Linked DNA regions of Zea mays: region 2 is linked to region 1. Evidence: chromatin contacts called from public Hi-C data. All regions are on one chromosome and are shown on one strand. The core of a region is the stretch at or near the end of the contact, and the rest is flanking DNA. Distances in the headings are between cores, read along the strand shown. Region 1 holds the start of LOC100502335 (Beta-glucosidase 11). Region 2 holds the start of LOC103633000 (UPF0664 stress-induced protein C29B12.11c).

The links. Hi-C and Micro-C count contacts between places; a contact is called where the count stands out from the background.
Region 2: a contact with region 1 is called in a Hi-C map of endosperm, with 5 times the contacts expected there. The contact joins the promoter of LOC103633000 here to the promoter of LOC100502335 in region 1. A contact is called at or near these places in 6 of 25 Hi-C or Micro-C datasets (bundle sheath, ear, endosperm and 2 more).

What each region holds. Positions count from the first base shown.
Region 1 is chr7:144,363,498-144,369,905 of Zm-B73-REFERENCE-NAM-5.0, forward strand. LOC100502335 (Beta-glucosidase 11) reads right to left here and starts at 3,210. Exons shown (of 9, transcript NM_001196813.1): 1 at 2,970-3,210; 2 at 1,363-1,485; 3 at 1,177-1,252; 4 at 992-1,063; 5 at 812-899; 6 at 118-710; 7 at 1-2. The coding sequence starts at 3,155.
Region 2 is chr7:144,530,579-144,536,266 of Zm-B73-REFERENCE-NAM-5.0, forward strand. It overlaps LOC103633000 (UPF0664 stress-induced protein C29B12.11c), which reads left to right and starts at 1,806. Exons shown (of 5, transcript XM_008654696.4): 1 at 1,806-2,447; 2 at 3,185-3,296; 3 at 4,490-4,561; 4 at 4,638-4,858; 5 at 4,943-5,327. The coding sequence starts at 2,338. The coding sequence ends at 5,045. LOC100285521 (snRK1-interacting protein 1) reads left to right here. Exons shown (of 4, transcript NM_001291645.1): 4 at 1-254.

The DNA of each region.
Region 1 (6,408 bases), core at 1,960-4,459:
CACTGCAAAAAAAAAAAAAAAAAAACGAACGAACCGTGGTTCCAGTTGAAGGGATCCTGGCCTGGAGCACGCACGGCCGACAAAAGCAAAGCAAAAAGGCCCTGCTGAGATTCTTACTGTCATACTTCACGGCTGCATCGCCCATGTAGTCTCGCACTTGGTCGTCTAGGCGGCCAAGGTCAGCCTTGACGTAGACGACGATGTAGTGGTTGAATCCGACGAAGTCGAAAGACCCCCTCACTCGCGCCGCCTCCTCGTCCGTGAAGGTCGGCAGCCTGGACCCGACGTTCCTCCTCATCACCGGAGGGTAGTCCCCGAACACCATAGGATGCATGAACCATCCGATGTGGAAGTCGTTCATCCGTGCGGCTGCCGCGACATCGTCGGGAGTCTGCGTCCCAGGCTCGTACCACCAACCAAGCAAGGTGAGTCCGATCCGTCCTCCTTGCGCAGCCTGGTACCTGTCTCTGTACAGGGACACCGCAGACGCGTGCGCAAGCAGGAGGTGGTGCGCCGCTACGTATGGCTCCGTGGTGGAGTTGCCTTCCTCGCAGCCGAAGCCGAAGGGGAAGGAGCACCGCCGCGGCGGCAGGATTCCCTGGTCGTACCCGCCGATCGTCTCGACGTTGGGCTCGTTGACGGTGCTCCAGTACTTGACCCTGTCGCCGAAGTTGCTGAAGCACACGTCTGCGTACGCCGTGAAGTCCTCTCTGCGCGCGTCATCAAGATTGAAAGTGGCAAGATGAGTAAGTACTAGCTTTAGCTTAGGAGAGGCCACGGGATCGGAACTGCGAAATAAATAAGTACATACATGAATCTGGGACTGATCAGCCCGCTGTACTCGTCCTGAAGAGCCTGTGGGAAATCGAAATGGTATATCGTCACGTGAGGCTGTATTCCTACATGAAGCATGGGATTGTTGTAGCAGATCAGATCAGCTGCATTATTGTAGCAGATCAGATATATAGTTTAAGTACAGTACAGTAAATACCGTAGCTAAGGAGCTCATCTATGAGATTGTTGTAGTACTCCAGCCCCTTCGGATTCACGGCTCCCCGACCATCTTATATTCAGGTTATATATGCAGACAAGTCAGAAAGAAACGACAGCCCCCCAACTTTTCTGAACCGCATTTTCTAAATACATGTTGCGTCTCAGTATTCATGGCCTTATTACCTGGGATAAGTCGAGGCCAGGCAATCGACATCCGGTAGGCATCGACACCCATCTCATGCAGAAGCTTTACGTCGTCCTGTTATAAACAAAAAAAACGTGAAGTGCCTGTACCTGTTAGCTGAGGGCGCCTTCTTGATTAATCCTGGAAGTGGTTTCATCAGCACTATCTGTCGCTTTGAAGGTTACCTTGTACTTATGATACTGATCCGCAGTTACGTCGCCTGTGGCGTTGTCGAGGGAGTAGCCTTCATGTGTGAATGTGTCCCAGATGCTAGGCTTTCTTCCGTCCTCTGCAACTGCACCTTCGACCTGCACAAGCCACCAGGTGCTGAGCTTTAGTAAGCAACTAGAAGTAGGCCTTTAGTGAGATGAAATAGGTGCTGAGCTAGTGCGAGCTAAGAAAACGACATATCGATTGTGAAATCCGGCGGGCGGGGCCGGGGCTTCGAAAATGACACCGTGATTGGTTCGTGGAATGCAGTGGACAAACGTTTCCTCAAGAAAAAAAAGAACAAATAAACAAACATGTCCCTGTTTACTAATTACTAGTGAAATCCAAAACTGTTGTTTTCGATGGAAAAGGCGATCGACCTCAGGACGAGCGGAAACCACCAACAGGTGCAGGCCTGCTCCACTAGTATCTTGGGGAATCACGGCTGTGGTAGTTACATGCTACTCGCCTGTCTGGTGGTCCCTTCCTTTCCAGATTGCAAGTGTGGTTTTAGCTTTCTACACGCATAGCTTTTGCGTCGTAGATGACAAATTGATCACTGATTCTTCTACCAATGCAACGGAAGTTGTACAAATTACAAATACGTGTCCTGGTCAGAGTGCCTAGATATACATGCTTCTAGAAGGGAGCTTATTAGGCTCTTCTTGTTGCGCAAGAGCTGCCAATTGCAATCGGCATATAGTTTTATTTTATTTATTACAGCCTGATCGCACAAGAGATTTGGTAAAAATGACTTAAGCTACCGGGAAATTTTCCTGTGAGCCACGGTTACTCGTACCGTTTGGTTCACATATTTGTAACGTAATGAGTAAGTGATAACGTTAAATCATGTTTGTTTTAGTCCAACCATAATTAGATATCATACTAAAATTGATACCGAACTATTCAAACTTGTTACCATCAGTAATCAAGTGTAAATCATTACCATAACCCTTTACGTTACATTTTATGAACCAAACAGCACTTCCACCAGAAATAATAAAAAAAGGTGGGGAAGATCTCTAGGATTCCATATTATAGCTTCGTGATTTTCAACAAATAGGTAAAACTTTTGTTAAAAAAAACCGGGTCCTAATATCGTGTTCGTCTTCTGGTTTAAAATACAGTAATCATGAGTTTTTACCGATCAAATCAACTCGATCACCTTTAAAATCAGCGTCACATGGATGAAACAAAATTTTAATGTTTTGAAAAAAGCTAAATGGGTGCATACATGCATGTAGTGAGACGAGTGCGCTCGGCATGTCCTAGATTACAATAATAAACCTGATACAGGAGCTCTAAGCTAAAGTAGTTGTGGGCCATATACATCCTATCCTATTTATATAGCTGATCCCGTGATTTAGTTTATTTTTGCTATATACGTAGTCGTCACGCTCCGAGGTCCGAGCAGCCCCTTATCCCAGATTAGGTGGTGCGCGTGACCGCACACGCCCACATCTAATCCGCCATGGAAACCATACGAACTCACGCATGAACCCTAGACTTAGCTGACTGAAATCATGGACCGTGCCACACCAAGGGAACCAACAGACTTACGGGCACCGCCGACGAGACGTACCTGGTACGCCGAGGAGCCGACGCCGAAGACGAACCCGGCGGGGAAGTCGGCCCGGGTGACCGCGCCCGAGGCAGCCGCCGCCCCGCCGCCTAGGCCTAATACGCTGAGCTCGGCCGGAGCGACGGCGGCGGCCAAGAGGAGGAGAAGAGTAGTAGCACAGCCGAGCGGCGCCTTTCTCCCCATCATGTTCGTGTCCAGCGCGCCGGCCGGCCTCAGCTAGCGGGTCTAGTCTCTCCTCTCCTCTCCTCTGTTCGCCGGCCGGCCGCGCTCGCGGGGGGTGCTTTTTATATAGTTGAAAATGCGTGGGGTGCGTCGTGCGTGCGTGCCCCGTCGCAAACTACGAAGTTCCGCCCGCGTGGCGCGGACGTCGTCGCTGACGTCGCGCGCGCCGGCCGGAGAGGTCTCTATATACTACTGCGGTCCTTCCTGCCCGGTTTCGCTAGCGGCTGTGCACGTGGCGACACCGTTGCGTTGCCGTCCGTCCTCCCCATGCGCGTCGGCTGCCTTGGCGCTTCTGCTTCGCTCGATCGGCGCGGGTGAGACACTGAGACGTATGCGTACCGGCGCGTGCAGTGCAAGTGTATCGAGCAGCCTCAGGCCTCATCAGAGACAGAGAGTAGAGAGCGTCCCTGCGCCAGATGCACATTCGCTGTCCAGCGTCCACGTGTGACAGCACTGAACAGGGAACCGGGCGTTTTGTGCAGTGCAGTGCAGTGCAGGTGGCGCCGCCGGTCTCTTCCAGAGACAGAGTGACAGACAGCTCGATCAGGCGCCTCTAGTCCACTCCTCCAGCTGTTTTTTTACCCGGCCGGATCGAGACTTCACCAATGCTTCTATCTAGAAGACGGAGTTCAAATTCTTCTTTCCTCAGCTACGATCGACAACGTATCCCGTCACTTGGCCCAGCTGCTAGCTAGGTTTTCATTTATCAGCTAGGATACGAATTAAGCCACCCACGACCAAAAAAGAAAAGAAGATACGTGACCTCACTCGTGACTAAACAGCAGCAAAAATCGTAGACGGGTACGCTATCCAGGTCACCCGATAACCGTTCTTGGTTTCGTCCAGCGATGTTGTCCATCCGGTGCGGATCGGATCGGATCGGGCTTCGTCCCCATTTCTTCTAGACCTCCGTGCGCCGGGAAGATTAAATTTATATGAGTTTTATTTAATTATTTTTGATGATTAGTGAGACGTAAATTGGTAGGATAGTTCATGTAACTAATCCCTCTGGTTGTGTGGGTCCCAATAAACCCGGGAAAGGAGACAAGGAGGATCAGAACCAAGATTCCACAGATGAAGACAACTAACTTGATGGTGCTGCTCCGGATGTGGAGATTTTGCATGACTTCTCTTCACCAGGCTTTTTGGATGTTTCGGCCCGGGCGCTTTTGGCTGGTTGTTGTGGCGACAAACTTTGTGGTTTCTGGCTGCGCTATGTTCGGTTCTCACAAACACTTTTTCGCCCACCCTGTTTTTGGGTTTGGGTTTCTTTTCGTTGACGAACCAGATCATTCCCCCGATGAATAGTTACAACTCTGCTACTTTTTCTGATTGGTCCGTTTTAAGTTTTAATGTCCGGGGGATCAATTCGGTCGTTAAAGGGAATGGTATTCATTGCGCGATTAGGGATTCTAGATGTGATATTGCAGGAGACCAAGGAGTTTTTTTACAGGGCTGACCTAAGAAAATTCTGTCCCAATTCCTTGGATGCGTTCGCTTTTGTTCCCTCGGTGGGAAATTCGGGTGGCTTCATTACTGTTTGGAATAGCGCTAAGTTGGTGGGCACTGTTATTTTTCAGAATGATTATCCTCTTTCGGTTGAATTCCATGCTAATTCGTCCAATGAATCCTGGATTGTCACTAATATTTACGCGCCCTGTACTCCGCATGGGAAAGTCGAATTCCTTAACTGGTTCTCTGCTATAAATATGCCCTCGGAAAAGCTCTGGCTGATTGTTGGGGACTTTAATCTCATTCGTAGGCCTGAAAACAGAAACGTTGCAGGGGGATCTTAATCTGATGTTGAAATTTAATGAGGCCATTAGTGAGCTTGACCTGCTAAAAATCCCCCTTCATGGTCTTTCCTTTACTTGGTCGAACAGGCAAAGGGAGCCTCTCCTTCAGAGACTTGACTGGTTTTTCATCTCGCAAGAATGGTCGGTTTTTTACCCGGACACCCACGCAACGACGCTGCCCAGGGATTTTTTCTGATCATGTTCCTTGTCTGATTTCTTTCAAGTCTAAGGTCCCTAGGCCCAAGATCTTTAGGTTTGAGAACTTCTGGCTTCATTTTGAGGAGTTTATGACTGTCTTTCAAAATTCTTGGACTGCCCAGCCAACTCTTGCAGACAAAGTGAAAAACTTAACAGCAAAATTCAAGTACACCAGGAAGATCCTCAAGGATTGGCAGCGGTCTCTGCCAAACATTGATAAAACAGTGAGACAAATTAAGTTGCTTATAGAGTTCATTGACATTATTGAGGAACATCGCGTCCTTTCGATTGAAGAATGGAATTTTCGGGAGCTATTGCAAACCAAAAATGCTGATCTGCTCCAAATTCAGAAAATCTATTGGAAACAACGGGCTTCCATCAAATGGGTCACCAAGGGGGATATTTGCTCTAGATTTTTTCATGCTCATGCAACGGTAAAGTATAGGCGTAATTCAATTGTGCTGCTCTCTGATGATAGTGGGTCATTCTTTTTAGATCATGACATGAAAGCTAACCTTTTTGTGGAATGTCTTCAAATGTCGCTTGGGTTCTTCTGACTGTTCGAAAAATGTTTTTGACCTATCTGGCCTGATTATGTTGCAAGAGGGCTTACATTGGTTAGAGGAGCCTTTCACAAAGCAAGAAATCGACAGCATTGTTGCAGCTCTCCCCTCCGACAAATCGCCGGGGCCCGACAGGTTTAATACCAATTTTCTCAAAAAGTGTTGGCCGGTCATTTCTCAGGACTTCTACGACTTATGTGAGCAATTTTATCAGGGGGATGTCTGTCTTCGAAGTATTAATGGTTCTTTTATTGTTCTGATTCCGAAGAAGGAGAATGCTTAATTGGTGGGAGATTTTAGGCCAATTTCGCTTCTAAATAATAGTATGAAAATCATCACTAAGTTGCTGGCCAATCGTCTTCAGATAGTGATGACCTCCCTTGTTCACAAAAATCAATATGGCTTCATCAAAGGAAGAACCATTCAGGACTGCTTGGCTTGGGCTTATGAATACATCCATTTATGTCATGTTTCCAAAAAAGAAATCATCGTGCTCAAGTTGGACTTTGAAAAGGCCTTTGACACAGTTGAGCATGATCTGATCCTTCAGGTGCTGTCCTTCAGAGGATTTGGGCCCAAATGGTTGAGCTGGATTAGGGATATCCTCCAATCTGGCAAGTCTTCGGTCCTCCTTAATGGTGTTCCAGGCAAATCTTTTAA
Region 2 (5,688 bases), core at 556-3,055, 170 kb after region 1:
AGTCTGCAAAAGAGCTGTTCATAAGCTGCAACATGCGTTGGATATGCCTCTCGAAAAACTTCGCATCTAGAATCAATTTTTGCTCTTTGCGTAGTATCATACTCATAACACAAAGAAGTGAACCTATGTAGATGCTATTCGAAACCTTCTTTTTATTAATATTAGAATTCTTATTAATATTATTGTATAATTATTTTTTTAATGTATATGTGTCGGACACAATCTATTGATTGATCTATATTCTGGCAGTCTACTATATCATAGTCTCTATCACTAGTATTTATAATAACTCAGGAGAAGTTTTGTTGAAATTTTCTATCAAAGTTTCTGAAAATCGGGTATACTCGATGATCGGATCGAAAGGACTAGGTACGTGACTAAAATTTATTTAAATAATCTGGGTAACAGTTCAAGATGATCAAATTAATAAAAGACAGGAAAACTGGACCTAATTTTCGGTCCTGACTCCTGACTAGAGGTGGACAAAATATCTGATATCTAAACCCCAAAACCGGATTATCCAATAAAATCTTAATTCGAAGTACCTGAACTTGGAATACAATACTCAATTACGATTTCGGTTGTAAAAATTCGAATTTAGTTTATGTCCCGTTTGGACGTAGATATTAGAGCATAAAATTGGGAATTAGAGTCAACTTTCCTAAATTCTATTATTTGGTTGCACATGGAATTGAGATTTAAAATCAGATGCTTAATTCCATGGAATTGGCCTATAGCTAGAAACACCCTCTCCCAATACAGCGTGGGATTAGACCGCACAATTCTAAACTCCAATTCAGTGACATCTAAACAATAAAATTGGAATTGCATCTTATTTCAATATCATACCTGATTTAGTATTTAACCCGTTCAATTCCATCATCTCCAATATCAACATCCAAACGAAGCATTAGGTAGTTCTGGCAATGTATTTCGATACCCGAACTACCTGCAGTATCTCAAATATTTATCTTCTATTCTTAATATAAAGACATGAAGTGATTTAGTACAATATAAATATATTATTTAAAATAAACCAATATAGGTTAATGTTAATTTAATAATGTGTGAAACTTGTGAGTAGTGTGGTGTTACTACGGAAGTAGATTAGCATGTTGTTAAAAAATATTATTTTATTGCATGTAATATCTACTTCAAATTTATTATCTCTGTTGTTTAATACTATAATCAGGTAATTTGGAATTACTTGAATCTAAACCCAAAAAATTCATGTACCAGAAATTTTCGATAAAATATTAAGGCGAGTATATTTTGGATTTTAAAATTTTATTGTCCTAATTCTCAATTATCTAAATTAGCTGACATGGAAAAATCAGGTAAGGGCCCGTTCGGTTTGGCCTGGAATACGGCCCATTCCGTCTGAAATTATGTCGTTGGGATTAAAACTGGACTAAAGCCTAAATGGTTGTTCGGATAGAATTAATCCTGAATGAAACCAGGGCATTCTTGACCTTTGTACGCCTCTTCCACTTGGATTGGAGCCATGCCTATGAACACGTGAAATCAAACCAGGCCAAGATTTAGTAAAACAACCCGGATCCACTCTATCCCGATGTGGAACGGTTCCTAAGGCCTTGTTCGTTTCCGTCGGATTGCACCCGGAATCGTTCCAGCTAATCAAAGTTTATATAAATTAGAGAAGCAATCCGGTCAGGAATCGTTCCGACCCACCAATCCGGCAGAAACGAACAAGGCCTAAGGGCTTGTTCGTTTTGAGCGGATTGGGCCGTTCCCGGCCGTATTCTAGGCAGAATTAATGAGTCTGGTTTGGAATACGTAGAACCGTTCGTTTTGATGTTGGCCAGAAAGGAAACCACATGTTTTGGAGTCAACCCTTCAATTTTTGGCCTGGAACAAACACGGACAATCCACCTCCTGGATTGGTTTCCAGCCTAGAAACAGATGAGTGACCAGAAATAAGTGTCCACTCAATCCTGGACTGGATTGGTTACTCATCTGGTTTTGATCCACGTCTGCCGAACGGGGCCTAAGCTGGAACCAATCTTGGGCTGCCGAACGGCCCCTAAACCGAACGGCAACCGGCAGGGCCGGGCCAAATCAAGCAGCAAACTGCGAATGCGAAAGCTCATACTCGCATACTTCAGGTCTGGAATGCTCTGGCCGCTACGAGAGTCCGATTGCCCGAAACCGCTATAAAGCTATGTCAGCCCAACGCGCACGGCACGCGTCCAGGCTCCAACAGCACGACGCAACCGACCCCACATTCCCTTTACGCGAAGAAGCATCACCGCGAGTCGTCCTCCTCTCTGTCTTCGCTCGGCGATCTATCAAGGAGGCCAGGAGGGTGAGGGGGAGATGGCGGAGAACCCGCAGCTGTTTGGGAACGGGATGCCGGTGCCGTTCTACGGCGAGATGTTCGTCCTCGTCCGGGACGGCGTCGAGTTCCACGTCGACAAGATCCCGTCGTGAGTACCCCCCGTCTGCTGATTTGGCGATGTTGATAGGGATTCCGTTTTCCAGATGGGGATTTAGGGATTGCCAGACTAGCTTTTTAGGGTTTATTGGGGTGGAAAATAGTCGAATACAATGAATTCCAGATTCCGGATGGAGATTTAGGAATGGCCGGACTAGTTTTTTAGTTTTTTGAGGCAGAAATTAGTCAAATATAATGGATCGAAGGGGACGTGGTGTCGGCCCAACATCGAGGGTGGTACGGGATGGCCACGCTAGAGGTGGCGTGGTGGCCGGCCGGCCGGAATTGAGCCCTCGGAGGGTTCTCCTCTGGGCAAGTCCTGCCTAGGATGGCCATTCTTCCGGCCACCGCCCCTTTGTTTGGCGACGATTCTGGTTGGTTCATCGATATGTTTTTGCAATTATATTACTACAATTTAAGTTTAATTTATGATCTTTATGACATCATCTATTTGCTTATTTAGACAATTTTGGAGAATCAGGTGTTATATGAGGAAGGGGGGACTGTCTAGCCAAATTAATCTTTCATATGTTACAACAGCAGTAAAAAAAATCAGTAGTAAAATAGTTTTTTTGTCACTTATAAGTTCTAAGATTGAACATCATTTGCCTTCTCATTCGCCCATTACCTATGCTTGTATTGGAAGCTTCATTTTTAATAGTTGCTCTCGGCAAACATATCTAACCATATTTTCCTACTGCTGCTGCTTCTCTTGTTATTATCAATCAGAGCTCCTGGAGGTCATGTGAAAACAAAAGGCACAATTTACCTGTCCAATATAAGGATGGTGTTTGTTGCCAGCAAGCCTGTTGGCAACTTCTTTGCTTTTGATATGCCACTGGTAAGTAATGCCATTCTGAAAGTTGGTTCTTTGTTTCTGCTCTCAGTCTTATATAATTTGAACAAAATGCAAGGGCAAAAGCACAGAACAAAAAAGGATAGGAAAAAAAGTGCAATGGCACCAACACCGTTGACAGACCATGATACGATAATCACTAATAATCAGCATAAAATTTCTACTCATGTTTTTGTTAGCTTGTGATTTTGCACATGTGGAGGTTCACCCTTGTCTAGTATGTAATGCTGTTATAGGAAAAGGTCCCCAGCATATGCTAATTCCACCATATTATCTTTGTGTCGTGATAACTTGTATTATTGACCCATTTCTTAAGCTTTACTGCATTTTTCTTAAAAAATTGTTTGATCTATGTTATTACAAAGAAAAATAGTCTCTCCGATCCTGTCCAAAGTGCCTGGAGGCAAAGCACAACCTACAAGACAGATGCTTATGTGTGCTCAATCAGAATTTAGGTGAACGTAGTATCTTGCTAGCCAAGCGAACTGAAGAAATGGAATGAGCTAAAAGAGTAAAAACTAAAAAGAAAGGCAGTCTAGTTCAAAGCATTTCTTAGCTATAAAGGGCTTTCGTTGAAAAGAGGTGTCTGCTAATATCACATATTATATTGCTATGCATGGTTAATGTCATTACTGAGGTCCAAAAGGCATTCGAGAATATTGTAGCAATCAGCCAATCAAGCATTCAAGGTGGTGCTCAAGCAATATGATGTTTCTTGAATGATTGATGTGTTCTATTAGCAAAAATTGTTTATATATCAGTGCAATGTGGGATTTCAGCACATGCTTTTCTAAATGAAATTGCAACCGGTATGACACTTCCTTATTTAGAAGCCCTTGTTGCTTCCTTAGCTTGTGACCTGCCTTTTGTTGAGCTTGTGGGCTGCTACAGTGTCACTGCCCTTTAAGCTCTAGGTGAGTATCGAGTAGCGGAATATTTTGTCTACCGATATAGTGTGTCTAATTTATATGGTGATTGTTGGTGGTTGTAGCGTCTACCGTGTGTCACGTTTGCCAACACATTTTGTTAGGTGCTTAGTTGCCGGGTTCTCTCTTTTTTTTAAAAAAAAATCCCTAGGTGCTTTTGCCTGATTCAAGGTTACATTACATGTTGGGGATTCTAAGAAATGGTTTCTTCACAATATCAGTCTAAATACTCTTTCTTGCTTACCTCTGCAGTTGTTTGTGCATGGTGAGAAGTTCAATCAGCCCATATTTCACTGCAACAACATCTCTGGATTCGTTGAACCAGTGAGTATGACAGAATGCTTGGTAGAGAATACATATATGATATGGTTGGTCACTAACATCGAATGTTCCAATGCAGGTCGTTCCAGACAATCAGAACAGGGCCCTGTACTCAACTCACACCTTCAAGATCTTGTTCAAGGAAGGCGGCTGTGGTACTTTCGTTCCTCTCTTCCTTAACCTGACTGCATCTGTGCGGCGCTACAATGAGTTTGAAGCCCAGTCTGCTGCTAACATGGCACCGCGTGTGGATCCTCTGCAAGCTGTGCAGACTCCTGTCGATGATATGATGCGTCATGCGTATGTGCTCACAGTCTAGCAACTTCTTCTCCTGGCTATTGGTTTCTCTGCTGTGAACTCATGTTAGTGGATATATATGCACAGGTATGTTGACCCAAATGATCCTACCAAGATTTACCTTCAGCAACCTGCCCCAGAATCGCAGCTGAGGAGGAGAAACTACCACGGCCCAGCTGATGCGAATTAGCGCTTGCTGGATTGGCAAAACTCATGGCCAATGAACTGTTGTATCTGTTTGAACATTTTATCACAACTGGCTTCAATATCCGGGAGCCCCCGTATACTGCGAGTCTGTGGCCGTTACATCGTACATAATGTTGTGAGTTCGCTCAATAATGATGTACATAAGCAGTGGTGTGTTCAAATAATATTGTAGTGTTAAGTAACTGCTCCGTGTTGCTGATTTGCTGGTGTTTCGTGATTGCTGCAGACATAGAAATCGTATATAGTTCAAATGATTTGAATTGAATCGTATATAGTTCAAATGACCGTTCCTTCCCGGACGTGCTCGAACCTGTAGGCCTTGGGGCATCCGCGTCGGCGTGCCCAAAGCTGTTGGCCCAGAGCCGTCGCGGCTCTCGCCGACGAGACGGCGCGATTGTCCGCCACAGCACCCGCACACACCGCCCAAGATCTGGCCTCCACTTCAGATCTGCCCCGCTTAAGAGCCTCATCGTCAAGGCTCCACCATAGGAGAACGGCAAAGTACAGAGGGACATGGTCTGTGCTTCACCGGAGGAAGTAACCGCACACACTGCCCAAGATCCGGCCTCCACTTCAGATTTGCCCCGCTTAAGAGCCTCATCGTCAAGGCTCCACCATAGGAGAAT